Regions from separate parts of the Mus musculus genome. Here region 2 is linked to region 1. Evidence: chromatin contacts called from public Hi-C data. All regions are on one chromosome and are shown on one strand. Each heading gives the region's core, a stretch centred on a gene start, on an enhancer-like site or on the middle of the called end of the contact. The rest is flanking DNA. Distances are from core to core; before and after follow the strand shown.

Region 1 (2,752 bases), core at 202-2,701:
TTTGAGACATCCCTGCTCCTTGTAAGTAATGAGTCCCCCACTCCAGTTAGTCACCACAGTAAATACTCATTGGTTCACCAAGCTGGACAAGGGTGCAGCCATTGCTTTTATCTGTCATGTTTTGTCTCTCCAGGAAGTCTGTCTCACAAGAGCCTCCCCTGAGTCAGGTCTAGAGACAGTGTCATTAGTCTAATGAAGGCACCTCACCTCCTGCCATAGCAGACTGGTAAAAGATAACACATTAGCCAAGGAGGAAACGTAACTGGATAAGTGCTGTGAAGAAAAGAAAGGTAGAGAGAAGGGAGGCTGGTGGCACAGGAGGTGTGATTATGAACCAACCACCTTTGCCACACAGCCAATCAAATAGAATAGAATCAGATAGAATATCCCAGCTGGAATCCCCAGTTGTGTCTTCCAGCTGACCCTTCTGCGATCTCCATTTATAGGATTCTGAACCTGGGGGGCCATGTCCCTCCACACTGGACACAGCACACAAGACAGACCAGAGAGGCAGCCAACGTCCTGATCCCCCACCTTGCCTGCCTTGGACTGTTTTTAACAAATGAAATATAGAATATGTTTTTATTTCTCAAACCGTACACCTAGGAATTTGGATGGGGAGTGTGGTGGGATGTTTTAAGGCTAAAAATGTTGAGAAATGTATTGAAATGTTCCCCACCCATCACTAATCATGAACAGCATTTATTTCCAGTCCTAATTTGTGTATTCTTATTCCTTCGCAAGAATTCTATGGGGCAGAATCGCTGTAGGCCTGACCTCTACTTAGTAATTTCCTGCCACGCCTGCTCAAGGGTTATAAAACATTTTTCCGCTGGGCATGGACGATTCAGAACAATCTTTGTCCCCACGTCCACAGTCCTGTGTAACCTCTACATCGAAACAAATGTCAGGGTGATGCTTTCCCATCTCCCAGAAAGACTTTCCGTGGGAAGGTTTACTTCTGGCTTTGGGGGATCTGGATTAACCCCTCAAGGATACCTGGGAGAAAGGTCTGAAAGCAAAGCGGCTATTAAAGGCTCAGATGCCATTTTAGGCGTGTTTCCTTTCCCTTTTCTGGACACACAACTGAAATTTTTCAAAAGTCCCAATCAGCTTTTCAAATTCCTCCTCCCATGATACACATACACACATACACCACTCTGACTAGTAGTTAAGTGGACTCTGTTTTGAGCAAACCCGCTGACTATGACCACCCAGTGACTAACCCATTTCGCTTCAGAACAAACCCATTGTGTCTTACAGCCGTTAGGAGGCTGGGACAGCATGCAAATCTGACACAGACCGCGAGACTGCCCCCTAAGAACCTGTCGGTTCCTCCTGCCCCCTGTCCCCGCCTTCACCCCAACCCTACTAGCAACTTGGTAACTGACTGGGAAGAAAAGCCTCCTGTCTTGGGGCCCCAAGCCGGAAGCCTCCCCAACCCGGTCCCGGGCAGGGGAAGGGGCGGGCACAGGCAGCAGCAGCTCAGAAGATGCACGCGGGGCTCCTGGGGCTCTCTGCCCTGCTGCAGGCGGCCGAGCAAAGCGCGCGTGAGTGAGGCGCAGCCCGCGAGTGCTCACCCCTCCAATACCCTACTCCAACCCAGTGTGCGGGGCACATCTACCACCGCTGTGCCTCCTCCTCCTCCGGCAGGCAGGCAAGCGGCGAACACTGCGCCGGTGCACGCACGATGATCTCCCGTCCTAGCCTGCAGAGCACTCCCTGTGTGATCCCCTCACCATGCATGATTTCCTCCATCCAGTTAGACATCCCTCCATGCATGGATCCTCCCCATACTCCAAACCCGGAGCCCTGAGTCCCTTCTCTCTCCTCTCGCTGGTGCTCTGCAAAGAGCTGCGTGAGGAGGCTACTTTGGAGCGCCAGCACTTGGTGAGGCGCCCTGGCTCCCTGGACACCCGGGCTCCGGGCTGGGGTGGCATGCGATCCAAGAGCTGGGAGAGGTGGAGGGGTGGGATCCCAAAGGACACTGGTTACCCTTTCGAGATTGTGACACAGCAGAACGCTGGTTTACTGAAGACAAGGGTCCTGTGGGTAGCGGAGATGAAGCAAGATGGCCATAGTTTTCGCGCCTTTCGCGTTTGAATTTGTAACCCTTTCAGTGCTGGCATAGAGTGCCTCCGCCCACTTCTGCCACTCTCCTACAAGGCCCGGTCCCTGGGGAAACTCCACCATCCGGATCCAACAAGGTTCCGCGTCCCTTCTTGGACATGGTATCTCTGAAATTTACCTCTGATTTACAGAATAATCCCTGCAGATTCCCGTCCCCAACACCCACTCAGAATCCCAAAGGGCGCTAGTTTAGGCCCTAAGAGACTAGGAAGTACACTGTTGCCCATAGTGGCCTAGTCCCCTAGCTTTCCAACAGGAAAAGAATGGATGTTTAGCAGGAAGCTTGTCAGTGCACTGAACATAACCTGGGACTGAGAAAGGAATAGTGGCTATTCTCTTCCCATAGCTGATGGGTTCCCGGCTCTGCCTCCAAGCAGTGAGGTTTGTGCCTACTGATCTACATTCCTTGGTAATCCTAGAAAACTCAGGACAACGGTAGTGTGAAAGGGTCCCTGAGTACCCTCCACAATCCCCCTCAGTAATCAGTAATACCAACACAGCTTCTCGCTGACATCCGAGGTTATATAGGTGGAGCCTGGTCTGATGGCATAGGCGTATAATCCAAGCCAATGAAGAGGTTGGGGGTGGATGAACGTGGTGAGTTCTAAACCTAACTAGGCTG
Region 2 (2,743 bases), core at 52-2,551, 7.2 Mb before region 1:
AGGAACTGAAGAAAAAAAAAAAAAAAGTGAAGGTGTGCCCTGGGAAGATAACTTCTTCCCAGGCACTGCTAATCAAAGACTGCATGATCTGGTGGTTATGCATACCTTTGAATCCAAGATTCTCCTAGGACTCCAAAGCATATATCTTGTATCTTGTTGTCTTGGAAACGCCAATATCTTTGCATTAAGGTCGACTGTTTATTATAGCATTATTCTTAGACGCCCTAAGCTGGAACAAAGTGCACATCAATAGTAGAACGGGTACAAGGCTGTAGTCACACAATAGGATATTAGACAATCATGGGATTTTTGCAGATAATTTAATATTATTTAAAAGCCAAAGCCACAATACATATCCATTCATAAAAGTTCAAAATCAAACAAAGGAAAATTATACTACATGCATAGTCATCTGGTTAAAAAGCTAAAAGGGAAAGCTTTTAAAATAAAGTAAGTGCCTATCACAAAAATCAGATTAGAGATGGTATGGATGGAAGAACTCTTGGGAATGTGGCAATTCATTTTATTAATATTCCTCAAACATGTACTGCTACGCACTGTTCTGCATGCGACTTAAAAACGTATATGAAACCTTCTACAAGGCTTGTATTAAAAAAAAAAAATCGAAAGTCGGGCAAGGATGCACCTCAATGAAGCCAACTCCTAGCACAAGAAGCAGGCCTTAGGAACAGCAAGGGTCCTTACGCACTGGGGAACTGGCGTCCACCCTCTGTCACTTTGGGTAAAGTTTTTTGTGGGAGAAGGGGGCTCCAAGGAGGAACGCCGGGCTCCCCACAGCCGGGCCAAACCGGCCCCCAGCCTCCGAGACGCGCCCACGTCAGCCGTTCCACCTTCGCCCGGAGGGAGACTCTGGGCAGGCTCCGGCGACTCAGGGAAGGCTGCGCTCCGGCTTCCGGAGGGAAGCGGTGGGCGCGGAGCCTACCCTCGCGCGGTCCCGCAGCTCCCCCCACCGCCACCGCGCCGAGTCCCGCAGTCCGCGGGTCCCCGGCCCGCCCGTGCGGGGGCGTGGCCTGGCACACGCCCGCGGCCGGAGAGGGGGGCGCGTACCTCGTCGCGGCCGAGGAACTACCGGGCCAGTCGGCGGGTCGGCATAGAGCTCATTTCCGGGGACTACCTAGCTACTCCTCCCGTGCAAACTACAGGCGGCTTCTTAAGCCAGAGCGCCGGCGTCAGCGCACGCGCAGTGCGGAGCCCCGGCGAGGGTGAGCGGACTGGAGAGACACACAGACCGGCCGCCACCGCAGGGCCCGGCCGGGGCGCGCGCCCGCGGGCCTTGGACTGGCTCTGGGAGCGCGCCTCTAGGGGCGGGGCTGAGCGAGCGCGAGCGTGCGCAGTGGCCCTCGGACCTCGGGACTCGCGCTACGCGGCGCGGCGGGGCGCGGCGCTCGCGCAAGAGGGCGTGGGCTGGCGGCGCCGGGTGCGCGCAAGGGAGTGCGCGGCCCCGAGCGAGGGAAGGAGGGGCTGGTGACAGTGCGGAGCGATTGCCAGCGTCCGCGCCCCGGGAGCGGACGGACGGAAGAGAAGGTCCGCCAGACGCCCGGTCTGCTGCCTGACCCCTTCGGACTCAAACCCCGAGCCGAGCGGCCGCGGCTTCTGGTTGGTTGAAGGGAGACGCTGCGGCCACCCCAGGAAGATGTTTAACGTGGAGTCTGTGGAGCGGGTGGAGCTGTGCGAGAGCCTGCTCACTTGGGTACGTGGTGGGCAGCGGGCCGGTGGGAAAGCTCCGCCACCTTTTCGCGGACACCGGTGCTCGTCCCGGGGGGCGAACGCCCCGGGGCGACCTGCCGTCACATCCGGGGCTTGGGACGGGCGGAGCTGAGTAGCCGGTGCGGCCGCGTCTACACCCGCGGCCGGGTCAGGGTCAGCAGGGAGAGGCCGGGCTCAGGCAGGCTGGGCCCAGGGTCCAGGAGGAACTTGTCCGGCCTGAGATGTTGGCTGCTGTCCGAGAGGAAACCTGCCCGGTGGGGGCTAATGATGGGGTGCAGGCGACACTGTAATTAGGACTGTTTGCCTTGATGAGGCGCTGGCGTTTCGCTCCCAAGCTCCCAGTGATCCAAAGCGTTGGTTCTGCCTGGGCGCCCGGTAGAGGCAGTCGGGACCCCCTAGTTAAGCGATGCTGCTCGCCTTTGTTGTAGCGTTCAGCCAGGATGGAGTGTAGCCCCTTGAGGGATGGATGAAGCCCTGCCCATTGGAAAATAGTACATTGGCAGGGTGGATAGACAAAACATGAAGAATCACTCAGAGGCAAAACATTTAAAACGCGAGATGCATTTTGACTGTTATAAACGATGTGATGGTACCTATAAAAGGAACCAACGATAAAAATGTTGAACTGGAAAAATTGAGGGATTTCGTAATGGAACTGAAACACATTTTTAAAGCACCATGAGATTCTAATTTGGAATTGATGAGGGTTAAGGTTATCGAATTTTCAAGTAAACATGCAGGATTTTGTCAATAGTCATGGCTTAAACGGCCCTTTTCATTAGCTGGACAGTTAACCGTGTTTGTTTCTGGTTTTCATATGCTGGTTGGAGGTAGGTCCAGGCATATATGCAGAGCCATGGGATAAACCAGGAACATTCATTTTACTTACTGCTAGAAATGTTAGCTGTCCTTTTTAGAAGAACCCAGATACATTTACAGTGGCTATTGTGATACATGTTAATTTTGTTTGCTTATTGGGGGAGATGGTAGTATTTGGGCCTCCTGCATTTTAAGG

The links. A called contact is a pair of places that touch in the nucleus more often than the background predicts.
Region 2: a contact with region 1 is called in a Hi-C map of B cells, with 5 read pairs. The contact joins the promoter of Rnf170 here to the promoter of Xkr5 in region 1. A contact is called at or near these places in 1 of 39 promoter capture datasets (pre-B cells) and 1 of 484 Hi-C or Micro-C datasets (B cells).

What each region holds. Positions count from the first base shown.
Region 1 is chr8:18,949,674-18,952,425 of GRCm38.p6, reverse strand. Xkr5 (X-linked Kx blood group related 5) reads left to right here and starts at 1,451. Exons shown (of 7, transcript NM_001113350.2): 1 at 1,451-1,550. The coding sequence starts at 1,493. It overlaps Gm40464 (a long non-coding RNA gene), which reads right to left and starts at 2,159. Exons shown (of 3, transcript XR_870173.3): 1 at 1,996-2,159.
Region 2 is chr8:26,117,926-26,120,668 of GRCm38.p6, reverse strand. Rnf170 (ring finger protein 170) reads right to left here and starts at 1,301. Exons shown (of 8, transcript NM_029965.4): 1 at 1,069-1,301; 2 at 106-229. Hook3 (hook microtubule tethering protein 3) reads left to right here and starts at 1,445. Exons shown (of 22, transcript NM_207659.3): 1 at 1,445-1,711. The coding sequence starts at 1,655.